Regions from separate parts of the Xenopus tropicalis genome. Here all the other regions are linked to region 1. The links are chromatin contacts, called in public Hi-C maps. All regions are on one chromosome and are shown on one strand. Each heading gives the region's core, a stretch centred on a gene start, on an enhancer-like site or on the middle of the called end of the contact. The rest is flanking DNA. Distances are from core to core; before and after follow the strand shown.

Evidence for each region. A called contact is a pair of places that touch in the nucleus more often than the background predicts.
Region 2: a Hi-C map of neurula embryo shows a contact between it and region 1, with 3 times the contacts expected there. The contact joins the enhancer-like site here to the promoter of cxcr4 in region 1. A contact is called at or near these places in 2 of 5 Hi-C or Micro-C datasets (gastrula embryo and neurula embryo).
Region 3: a Hi-C map of neurula embryo shows a contact between it and region 1, with 2.3 times the contacts expected there. The contact joins the enhancer-like site here to the promoter of cxcr4 in region 1. A contact is called at or near these places in 2 of 5 Hi-C or Micro-C datasets (brain and neurula embryo).

The regions. Positions count from the first base shown.
Region 1 is chr9:81,965,564-81,970,036 of UCB_Xtro_10.0, reverse strand. cxcr4 (C-X-C motif chemokine receptor 4) reads right to left here and starts at 1,400. Exons shown (of 2, transcript NM_001097362.1): 1 at 1,326-1,400. The coding sequence starts at 1,334. LOC101732818 (a long non-coding RNA gene) reads left to right here and starts at 3,937. Exons shown (of 3, transcript XR_004220510.1): 1 at 3,937-4,473.
Region 2 is chr9:81,888,034-81,891,892 of UCB_Xtro_10.0, reverse strand. No RefSeq gene overlaps it. Among named protein-coding and RNA genes, the nearest start is that of cxcr4, 79 kb to the left of the region's middle. Within about 2 kb of position 2,057, at least 1 of the 11 cell types and tissues checked has an H3K27ac peak or open chromatin away from gene starts, as enhancers often do. A contact at or near this core is called in neurula embryo, where this site is marked.
Region 3 is chr9:82,057,040-82,061,398 of UCB_Xtro_10.0, reverse strand. All of the region lies in intron 6 of dars1 (aspartyl-tRNA synthetase 1), which reads right to left. Among named protein-coding and RNA genes, the nearest start is that of mcm6.2, 22 kb to the left of the region's middle. Within about 2 kb of position 1,673, at least 1 of the 11 cell types and tissues checked has an H3K27ac peak or open chromatin away from gene starts, as enhancers often do. A contact at or near this core is called in neurula embryo, where this site is marked.

The DNA of each region.
Region 1 (4,473 bases), core at 151-2,650:
ATGGCACTTAGAGAAGCCGGCGAGTGTGCTTCGGTGCCCTACTATACCCTTACACAGCAATGTCTGCGCTACTCTCTCTGCTTACTCACTGGGCTTACTAAAGGGTTCTACACATCGGTGTGGCAACAAGCGGTTTCCTCTTCTGAAATGAACAAAACAACTTTCTTTTGGGGTTACACACAGGGGAGCCCACTGATTTGCCAGAGACCCATGAAAGGGAAGTTGGGGCTGAGTCAGGTCAGAGCAACGGTTTTTTGAATACAGCGATGTACAGGGCTGGGGGGGTGTGAGAAAAAGAGGGGGATAGAATAAAAGGCGCACAATAATATATGTATATATTTATCTATATACACAGATACACAATTTGTGCACTTCTCAGTGACTTGCTCAGTTCAGGGGATAGTAATGGAACAATGGAACAGTGCAAGAGATCAGTACTAGTGCTCTAGGATCAGTATTAGTGTAAGGCATCAGTAGTAGTGCAAGGGATCTATACTAGTTCAATAGGATCAGAATTAGTGTAAGGGATCAGTAGTAGTGCAAGGGATCTATACTAGTGCAATAGGATCAGAATTAGTGTAAGGGATCAGTAGTAGTGCAACAGGATCAATACCAGCGCAAAAGGTTTAGTAGTGGTGCAAGGGATCAGTACTAGTGCAACAGGATCAGTATCAGAGCAATAGGATCTGTATTAGTGCAAGGCATCAGTAGTAGTGCAAGGGATCTATACTAGGGCAATAGGATCAATACTAGCGCAATAGGATCAGTAGTAGTGCAATGGATCTATACTAGATCAATAGGATCAGTATCAGAGCAATAGGATCAGTATTAGTGCAATGGATCTATACTAGTTCAATAGGATCAGTATCAGAGCAATAGGATCAGTAGTAGTGCAAGGGATCTATACTAGGGCAATAGGATCAATACTAGCGCAATAGGATCAGTAGTAGTGCAATGGATCTATACTAGATCAATAGGATCAGTATCAGAGCAATAGGATCAGTATTAGTGCAAGGGATCAATATTAGTGCAAGGGATCAATATTAGTGCAAGGGATCAGTATTAGTGCAAGGGATCAGTATTAGTGCAAGGGATCACTATTAGTGCAAGGGATCAGTATTAGTGCAAGGGATCTATACTAGCGCAATAGGATCATTATAAGCTATAGGGCTATTGCCAAGTTACCCTTTAGTCCCATACAAAGGCTCTATACCCCGCCTGTGCCCAGCTGTCAGACCCCTGGCACTTGGGCAGAACGTCCCCCCCATGCTGTGCCCAGAGCTGCCCAATAGGATTAGAATATAAATATAATGCCTATGACTTACCCCGTCCATGCCGGCAATAGATCCGATAATGTCCAGTTGCTGCTCCAGGGCTGCAGATAAGAAGGTCCCACTGCACTCACAATCCACTAATCGCACCGACTGACTGAGGAGAAAGCGCCGCGCTGAGCTTTATAAGTGCCCGCCCCAGCCCGCGCATGCGCAGAGCCCGCCCAGTCCGGAGCGTTCCCAGGCGGCACAATAGCGCATCTCCTGCAGCATCTGCACCGGGGGCGCAGCCCTTTGTTCTCTCACATCTGCACAGAACATCAGCCCGGGGGCGGAGCTGGGCGGCGGGGGGAGCTGCCCCATGTTTTGATTTCAAAGTTGTTTTCCTGACTGTGCAGGTGCAGCGGGGTATAATGGGTTCCTATGGTATGTACGTACGTGGGGGGGGGGGGGGGGGGGAATTAGCCACACGAGTGACGGGACAGTGGGGCGGCTGCTGCTTTGGCTCAGTTACCCCCAGCCCTTCCCTCCTTCATCCCCATCATCATCATCAGCGCTTACACTGGGGGTACAGAGACAGGTGGGATTCCTCTGCCATTAACCCTGTGTTTCCCTCTCTCTACCTGCTTTATTATTACTCACCTCTATCTATAATCACTTACCTGCTCTTCATCTCTCTGTCTCTCTGTCTGTCTGTCTGTCTGTATATCTGTTTCTCTCATATAATCATATTATGTATTTAACTGTCTGCCTAAACCAATTATATGCTCTTTAACTAATATTCTACCTATCTCTATGAAATATTTACATCATATATCAGACTATAATCTATCTATCTATCATCTATATATATATATCTATCATCTATCTATCTATCTATCTATCTATCTATCATCTATATCTATCTATATCTATTTATCTATCTATCTATCATCTATATCTATCTATATCTATCTATCATCTATCTATCTATCTATATCTATCATCTATCTATCATCTTTCTATCATCTATCTATCTATCTATCTATATCTATCATCTATCTATCATCTATCTATCATCTATCTATCTCTATCTATCTATCTATCATCTATCTATCTATCTATCTATCTATCTCTATCTATCAATCAATCAATCAATCAATCAATCATCTATCATCTATCTATATATCATCTATCTATCTACATCTATCTATCTATCATCTATCTATCTATCTATCTATCTATCTATCTATCTATCTATCTATCTATCTATCATCTATCTATATCTATCTATATCTATCTATCATCTATCTATCATCTATCTATCTATCTATCTATCTATCTATCTATCTATCTATCTATCTATCTATCTTTCTATTATCTATCTATATATCTATCTACCTGTCTATCTATTCAAGTATAAATCTATCTGTAACCAATCTCCCCACTGCTGCCTGATGACAGAGCCGGAATTCCATGTCCCATTGGTTGGCAGCACAGTTTGGGGGGGAAGGAACCAATTAAGTTGGGGGGGGGGATTATTTGAAGCAAGACACCCAGCCTGACTCCTTTCTTCCATCCATTCCCAGGGAGTTAAAGCCACTGGGGGCTGCAGGCTGATCCCTCGGTGGAACCGGTTGCTGTAAGGAGCCCAGTCCGTCAGGTCTGACCACTTCCCACGAGCAGCCCCTTATCTCTTAAACAAATAAATAAAACACACAAAAACAACAAATGCTCCTAAAAAGCTACAAATTTGCCTAATGTCATCAACGTGACTGGCAGAAATGTGGGATTTTAGCTCCTAACTCCATTACCAAGGAGACTTAACTAATGCGTATTGCCCCGGGGCCCCATCCCAAACGAGATAATGTTGCCTTGTTTCCAGGCACAGGCGACAGCCATACGCTTGGCAACTCCCCGACATGTAAAAGCCTTAGTAATAACAATAATAACAGCTGGGGGGGGGGGGCAGTATAAATGAGCTGTACATTCTCTAATTACATTTACACACTTATGTTTTAATATAAATTAAATTTTTTGCAGACAATTTATAGAAAGACATTCAAGTCTTTGACTTTTCTACCAGTAGGGTTTGTTTTCCCTTTAGATCAGCAAAGACTTGTTAGAGATAAGCCGAATGCGCAGCCTGTGTGTGTGACAGGGATATTCTGCTCCGGCGGTTCTGTTTAACCCAATGGCAGCTCCCGTTTATAATTATACATATAAATACACTGGGGAGGAATATTCTGTGCATAAGCTATATCTTCATACTATACTATTATATATTATATATATAGTATAGCACCGCACAGCACCTGATCTGGGAACTGGCACTTATATTGTAGTGTCACCCACTGTCACCTACAGCACTTATATTTGCCTATTTGTGTCTGTAAGTTACCCTCCCATATAGATTGTAAGCTCTACGGGGCAGGGACCTCCATCCATTTGTGTCTTTAACTCTTGTTACAACTGTATTTATCTTGTATTTATTGTTATACTTTGTATTTATCTATTATTATCTTAATAACCCCCTGTTTGTATTAATAGCACTTTATAAATAAAGATATACATACATACATACATATAAAGGAAGCAGTATGGTAGCTCTCAGTTTGAGCCATAAAAGCAAATATACAGAGAAGGAACTTTCTGTGCATGAAATAAGCTGTACTTGCATATTTAAAGGGGAACTCCGCCCAAAAGTGTTTTTGCATGATGAAAGCATCTTCCCAATATACAGCACATGAATGAACCACTCTCAGGTTATTTGTTAATGTTATTGCTACTGAGAGCGGTATCTGTTTATATTTTCTGCACTGCTGCTTCTGACTCCCGGCACAATGTAGCAGGAGGAAGGTGATTGCTGCTACATTGTTTAGAACCAGAGAACGGAGAGGGTGGGATTACTGAGTAGGGTGGAAGTGCCGTCAGTCTGGCAGCTCGAGTAGGGTGGAAGTGCTGTGGGTCTGGCAGCTCGAGTAGGGTGGAAGTGCCGTCGGTCTGGCAGCTCCCTGTTGTAAAGTCTGGGGGATTTAATGTCACAGCAATAAAAACATTGTACATATCCCATGTATCCCCTCGCTCCTCCAATCAGTCTCCTAATCATTAACTTGTTGTTGCCTGATGCTAAAACCCTCAGGAGCCAACCTGCACTCATTTACTTAAGCTTTGCTCTGATTAAGCCTATTTCCTGCATTAGAAGGCAGATACCTTATCTGAT
Region 2 (3,859 bases), core at 808-3,307, 79 kb after region 1:
CCCTGATATATATCCTCATAATATCTAACAATTATTACATAATTAACACTTTGCTTTACAGTATAATCTACTTTTATTTAAGCCCCGCCCCTGAGGGGCTGCTCTGATGCAAAGAACCTTGCCTTAATACATTTAATTCACTGCAGTGTAGTTCCCCTTTACCCATGAAATCTTATATTTTAGGCTGTGGCTCCCACCGGGTTGGCTCATTCGTTATTTTTTTTGTATTAATTATCTCTGTTTTAGCCTTTGACCTTATTTCTTTCACCTCTGTCCCGTTCCCTCTCAGCTGGTCACCCTGTAGCACTGCATTCAGTGGGCTCCAGCCTGCTGCCCCCCGGCCTCTCTGGCTCCTTCTATTCTCTCTGTTCCCCCCGGGGTTCTGCCTACTTGTATTGTCTCCCTGTGTCCCATTCTTCTCCCTGTCTCCTAATTATTCCATCACAGCGCCACCAGTAACGAGGCAGCATGGAGCTACCGCTGGGTCTGACAGATCCTTCCCCGGACAAACATAGAGATTCAGGTTCTACGTGTATATACAGGTATGGGATCTATTATCCAGAATGCTCGGGACCTGGGGTTTTCCAGATAAGGGATCTTTCCGTAATTTTGATATCCATACCATTAAATAAACCCAATAGGGCTGTTCTGCCCAAATAAGGGGTAATTATATCTTAGTTGGGATCAAGTACAGGTACTGTTTTATTATTACAGAGAAAAGGGAATCATTTAACCATGAAATAAACCCAATAGGGCTGTTCTGCCCCAATAAGGGGTAATTATATCTTAGTTGGGATCAAGTACAGGTACTGTTTTATTATTACAGAGAAAAGGGAATCATTTAACCATTAAATAAACCCAATAGGGCTGTTCTGCCCCCAATAAGGGGTAATTATATCTTAGTTGGGATCAAGTACAGGTACTGTTTTATTATTACAGAGAAAAGGGAATCATTTAACCATGAAATAAACCCAATAGGGCTGTTCTGCCCCAATAAGGGGTAATTATATCTTAGTTGGGATCAAGTACTGGTACTGTTTTATTATTACAGAGAAAAGGAAATCATTTAACCATTAAATAAACCCAATAGTTAGATAGTTACATAGGGTTGAAAAAAGACCAGTGTCCATCAAGTTCAACCCATCCAAGTAAACCCAGCACACCTAACCCACACCTACCAATCTATACACTCACATACATAAACTATAAATACAACCACTAGTACTAACTGTAGATATTAGTATCACAATAGCCTTGGATATTCTGATTGATCAAGAACTCATCCAGGCCCCTCTTAAAGGCATTAACAGAATCTGCCATTACCACATCACTAGGAAGGGCATTCCCCAACCTCACTGCCCTCACCGTGAAAAACCCCCTACGCTGCTTCAAATGGAAACTCCTTTCCTCTAATCTAAAGGGGTGACCTCTGGTGCGCTGATTGTTTTTATGGGAAAAAAGAACATCCCCCAACTGCCTATAATCCCCTCTAATGTACTTGTACAGAGTAATCATGTCCCCTCGCAAGCGCCTCTTTTCCAGAGAAAACAACCCCAACCTCGACTGTCTCACCTCATAGTTTAACCCTTCCATCCCCTTAACCAGTAGGCTGTTCTGCCCCAATAAGGGGTAATTATATCTTAGTTGGGATCAAGTACAGGTACTGTTTTATTATTACAGAGAAAAGGGAATCATTTAACCATGAAATAAACCCAATAGGGCTGTTCTGCCCCAATAAGGGGTAATTATATCTTAGTTGGGATCAAGTACAGGTACTGTTTTATTATTACAGAGAAAAGGGAATCATTTAACCATGAAATAAACCCAATAGGGCTGTTCTGCCCCCAATAAGGGGTAATTATGTTGGTCAGAAGCTTGGGGCAGGTTTAGTGGTTTTGCTGGAGATCAAGGATCAGATGATAACGGAGCAGGAACGAGGGCCTATCAGGGTGAGCGATAATGGAACGGTTTTCCCTTGGCCGCAGTTTCTGGTTTCTGGGAGATAAGAGCCTCAGTGGTCAGTCCCACCAACTCCATGAACTTTTCATGTGGCTCGGGCTGCTCTTTGAGTTGTGACCTTTGTTCCTGCCCTACAATAGTAACTACTTGTAGCCTGGCCCCATGGAGAGAAAGCCAGATGTGGCCCCCAGGCTTATTTGGTCTGAACACTGATGTTTAAGAAGAATGAGGAGAAGTTTGGAGGGGACATGGGACAGGGTGACTTGTCAATCATGAACCAAGATGTTCTTCTAGCCCTGCAGTTCTATAGAGGTTCTGTATTCTCTTTAGTAGAATTCCTACACCCTATATCATGACTTTACTTCCCCTTTAATATAATATACTATGGATTGTTGTGAGAGACAGCTTTGCCGGGCAGCTGCCCAAGTTCTTGGGGTTCCCACATGTGCTAGCGGCTAGTAGCCTCTTGTGATCCTGGCCTTTTTGTCCTGTGTATAATGTATAATCGGAAAATTGTATATTATAATTATAATTAATATTATCAGTGCCTTATTTTGGGCCATTGTGGTGCTGTTTGGGTCTGTGTGTGCTGGAAATGCCAGGGCCTATAGCTACTCTCAGTTGGGACCAATCTAGAATGGCTTCAAGTTAACTTTTAGAATGTTATAGAATGGCCAACTTTTCAATTGGTCTTCATTATTTATTTATTATCATTTTTGAATTATTTGCCTTCTTCTTCTGTTTGCCGCTTTCAAATGGGGGTCACTGACCCCGGCAGCCAACAAACGATTGCTCTGTGAGGCTCCAGTTTTATTGTTATTGTTACTTTATATAACAAATAATTCTAGCTAGGGCCTCTCCTATGAATATATCTCATTCAAACCACTCCCTGGTTGCTAAAGTAATTTGGACCCTAGCAACCAAATAGCTGTTGAAACGCCAAACTGGAGAGCTGCTGAACAAAAACTGAAATAATTAAAAAAAAAAATTACAAATAATTAAAAACAAAGACCAATTGCAAATTGTCTCAGAATATTACTCTCTGACAGAGACACAAACAAGCCCTTTAACTCATTCCTATCAAATTAGCTAACAAGCTGCTCCTGTTACTGAGGCAGAAAAGTGGTTTTAAATGTAGCTTTGCCTACTGATCCTAAAGGGATGGTGCCACCTACTGGACATGAGCTGTTATTACTGGTATCCGTAAAATGAATAAAAACATCCCCGCAAATAAACATTTGGGCCTTAAATATTAAGCACAAAAAGGGTAATTATTACTTATATTAATTTGTTAATGGAAACTGATAATAAGTAAAAATAGTAGCAAAATACGGCTGAATATTATTTCCATGTCCATAGACAAGCATTAAGTACAGGGCCCTGCTATACCTTGTGTCCGTCAGCATACCCTGCATACCGGGAGTCATACATAACCCCCCCCACATACATACCCCCCCACATACATCCCCCCCCACATACATACCCTATGGGAGTCATATATACCCCCCCACATACATACCCTATGGGAGTCATACATACCCCCCCACATACATCCCCCCCCACATACATACCCTATGGGAGTCATACATACCCCCCCACATACATCCCCCCCCACATACATACCCTATGGGAGTCATACATACCCCCCCACATACATACCCTATGGGAGTCATACATACCCCCCCACATACATACCCTATGGGAGTCATATATACCCCCCCACATACATACCCTATGGGAGTCATATATACCCCCCCACATACATACCCTATGGGAGTCACACATACCCCCCACATACATTCCCTAAGGGAGTCATACATATCCCCCCCCACATACATACCCTATGGGAGTCATACATACCCCCCCACATACATTACCCTATGGGAGTCATATATACCCC
Region 3 (4,359 bases), core at 424-2,923, 91 kb before region 1:
AACAGCGTGACTCATTAGGACGAGTAACTGATGCTTTTAATTGCCTGTGAACCTGCGGCCGTTGTAACCACACGTTTCCTCCGACGATGCCATGAACTGTCAGCGGCTCCATGTGAGCGTAAATAAAAGTGAAATCTGTGTGATGCTGGGAAACAGATGCGAGTACAATAAATAGATCTGATAATGACGTGTGTAGCCAAACCGAGATGACTGGCTAGGGGTCTGCCTACTGCCAGAACGGCTATAATGAAGTGTAACACAGCAGGGATCAAGGGCCCAACTGATGCCAAGTTATTTGGTATTGTCTCATAGCCACTCAAGTTCCATAAATATAAGTCAGCACATGGGACTTGTAGAATACCCAGCCTGGGGGTTATAAGCCAGAATGTCATCCACATTAGTCGCCCACGACAAAACTCCCTGTTCGCAGGCGACTAATCTCCCCGAGTTGCCTTCACCTGCCATCCCACCGGCGAACATGTAAGTCGCCGGTGGGATGGCACACGCGGCGGCGCGATTTCCCGCGAATCGCCGAAAAAGCCTCGCGAGGTAACTTCGGCGATTTGCACGAAATTGCGCCGCTGCGGCGTGTGCCATCCCACCGGCGACTTACATTTTCACCGGTGGGATGGCAGGTGAAGGCAACTCGGGGAGATTAGTCGCCTGCGAACAGGGAGTTTTGTTGCGGGCGACTAATCTCCCTGTGTGCCAGAGCCCTTTAGGCTGTGACGGCCAAAAGAAATATCAGTGATACCTGGTCCTACTCCCCATTGTAAGCAGCAGTCCTGCCCTGCTTTATGGCTGAGATTCTAGCTATCTGTATAACAGAGCATTCTGTCACAGTGGCACAGATCCTATCTGACCCCCCCATTGTAAGCAGCAGTCCTGCCCTGCTTTATGGCTGAGATTCTAGCTATCTGTATAACAGAGCATTCTGTCACAGTGGCACAGATCCTATCTGATCCCCCCCCATTGTAAGCAGCAGTCCTGTCCTGCTTTATGGCTGAGATTCTAGCTATCTGTATAACAGAGCATTCTGTCACAGTGGCACAGATCCTATCTGATCCCCCCCATTGTAAGCAGCAGTCCTGCCCTGCTTTATGGCTGAGATTCTAGCTATCTGTATAACAGAGCATTCTGTCACAGTGGCACAGATCCTATCTGATCCCCCCATTGTAAGCAGCAGTCCTGCCCTGCTTTATGGCTGAGATTCTAGCTATCTGTATAACAGAGCATTCTGTCACAGTGGCACAGATCCTATCTGATCCCCCCATTGTAAGCAGCAGTCCTGCCCTGCTTTATGGCTGAGATTCTAGCTATCTGTATAACAGAGCATTCTGTCACAGTCTAGAAACACTACCATAAAGCAAAACAGGAATGCAGTGTTATTGCAGAAAAAGAAACCATAAAACACACTCAGCCAAGCACAAAAAGGCACTATATATAAGTGACAAATCCGAGTGATAATTTCACACTAGGATTTCAATATCCATTAATAGAGGCAAAATCCACAGGCCTGTAGCCTAGGGACAGCGCGGTCGTTTCCAGTATACAAAGTGGAACAGAGGCACGAGACTGCAGGAAATGATGAAGCCAATTAGCTTGATTGAAGTGACAGCAGTCAGTGATCAAAGTGAGATCTGTCACCTCGTCCAATCAATGGATCCAGTCTAATGAGCTCCGCAGGACTTATAACAAAAGGTAGGAGCGGGGCAGGCTGAATGGCTCCCAGGACATAGAGACACCACTTAAACAAAGATTCGTTTTCTGCATGTTCATTTCCCCAGGCTTCAGGTATCCCCGTACATTAATTAGCTCTTTGTTATGTACAGTATTGGGAACAAAGGCAAATTATCTGCACTAAAGGGAAAGTGAGTGAATTAACTGCCTGCACAACAATATGTTATGTCATTAGCAGCTCCCTCTTGATTTCTTTTATATATAGTAATGGCATTCACACTTCTAATATCCCTATACAACCTAGCTACACAGATACCAGTAAATATATGGGTAATGTACCCCCTACTGTAAATGATAAGGATATTAGCAGTCACTGAGGGGTTCTGTGCCCATATAAAGGCACAAGGCTGCAGGCTGAGTTATACAGGGAACTCTGAGTATCACTCATGTATTATAAGGGATAATGTACCCCCTACTGTAAATGATAAGGATATTAGCAGTCACTGAGGGGTTCTGTGCCCATATAAAGGCACAAGGCTGCAGGCTGAGTTATACAGGGAACTCTGAGTATCACTCATGTATTATAAGGGATAATGTACCCCCTACTGTAAATGATAAGGATATTAGCAGTCACTGAGGGGTTCTGTGCCCATATAAAGGCACAAGGCTGCAGGCTGAGTTATACAGGGAACTCTGAGTAGGGAACTCTAGAAGGATGATTATGTACCCCCTCATGTAAAGGATAAAGGAACAAGAGACATCACTAACCACATCATTTCTAGAGATAAATTGCATGTTACTCTTTTGTTTTTTCATAATATATATTTCTGAATGAAATCTAAATGATGCAACACCCCCCCAATCATTTCATCCCCGGGGGCCTGGGCAATGAGAGCCAAATGCCCCCTCTGACACTGATTACCAATAAGATGAAACTGTTCATATACATTTTCCTACAGTTACAAAACTTCTGTTTCACATGAAAGAGAATCACAAGAAAAACCTTTCCAGAAATCCCCACCTGTTTCTGTTTTTAAGTCATTTTAAAGCATTTTCTGATCAGATACGGGCTGAGGAGGTGACTGTTATTTTCCTATTTACACGTCAAGAAACTGAAACTGTGCCCAAAAACACATTAGGCATTAGTCCAATGTGACTGGCTGTGATTGGCTGCAATGGGTAAAAGCTCGTCTAGTTTGGCACCCACAAAGGCTTAGGGTGAAGACATACCGAGCTATTAGTAGCAGCTACTTTTTCACAGCTACTTAATTCCAGAAAATCCCCTGCCATAGACAATAATGAGAATTGCCTCTGCTAAAACACATGTAGAGCCAATTATCAGTAAATGATCAGCATTGTCTGTTTTAGTAGCTGTGACAAGTAGCTGCTACTAGTAGCTCTGTGTGTCTTCACCCTTAAGGAATATGGGCTCAATAAAAAGAATAATAAATATTGCACTCCTCCTTTGCTATTTTGTATAAGAAGCACAAGCAGCACAGCAACACAATATCTTAAGGTGCCCATTCACCTTAAAATCGCCAAGCGAGCGGATCTTCTCCCGATATCGCCCACCTACGGGAGAATCCAGGCTAATTCGGTCGTTTGGACGGGCATAGGCAAAGTCGGTCCGGGGACCGCATCAACGAGCCGATGTGGTCCCCGATACGACTGGATTTTTAAATCAGGCCCGTCGGTAGTGCCCATACACGGGCCGATTAGCTGCCGAATCTGTCTAAGGGACCCATATCTGCAGCTAGAATCGGCCCGTGTATGGGGACCTTTACTCTGCGGTTCTAGAGCAGGGGTTCCCAAACTGTGCGACTGGCAAGGCAAGCTTTGTATTATGCCAAAATCTTGTTTATGAGCCTGATGCCCATACACTGGATCCACAATTAGATGGTGAGGAGGGAGGGGGTAAAGTGACTGCTCAATGCAAAGTGAAAGTAATTCTCTATACCTAAGGCATAAGGGCGGGGCAGTCAATATATGACTGACAGCTGGGAATTGGATTTCATGTTTCATTTGAAAATTACTTTTATTATACAACTTTTTATGTCCCCTTTAAATGCAACGATCTAGTGCTCACATTCAGACTGAAATTGTAGGATAAATTGTAGATAAATGTTCTGAACATGAAATAGTTGGCAGAGGCCAATGGTACGAAAGTGACTTCCATTATAGGACCCCTCCCCCCCCACAAGGATATCGTCAGATACACAATACATGCGCAGATTTTATCCAAACCAAACCAAAATTTTCTATCCTGTCCAAACGACCGATCGCCGTGATATAAAAGTTACCGGGACAGTAATTCGGAGCCCCCCGACAATGGAATTATTATATCGGTGCGTGTATGGCCGGCTTCAGTCTCACTTTCCTAGGGAGCCCGTGGGCAACACTAGTGAGAGTGAGTTGTGTTTGAGTTGGAGAGACTGAGTGTGAGTGGGAGGCAGATTCTACTCTCGGTTGCACTGTCAGTCAGCAGCGAGTACAGAAATAAGCCTCTGGTTTTGTTTTTAGGATGCGTTTCGTTTACCTCAGATCACACGGCCGGTTCAAAGGAACCCTCCCCACCACCAGTATAAACTGTTAATGCAGCGGGGGGGGGGTCATTTTCCATTAAACCATAACGGAAAAACACTTGCTCTATACCTCTAACGGTCTCTTCCCCTCCGGCTA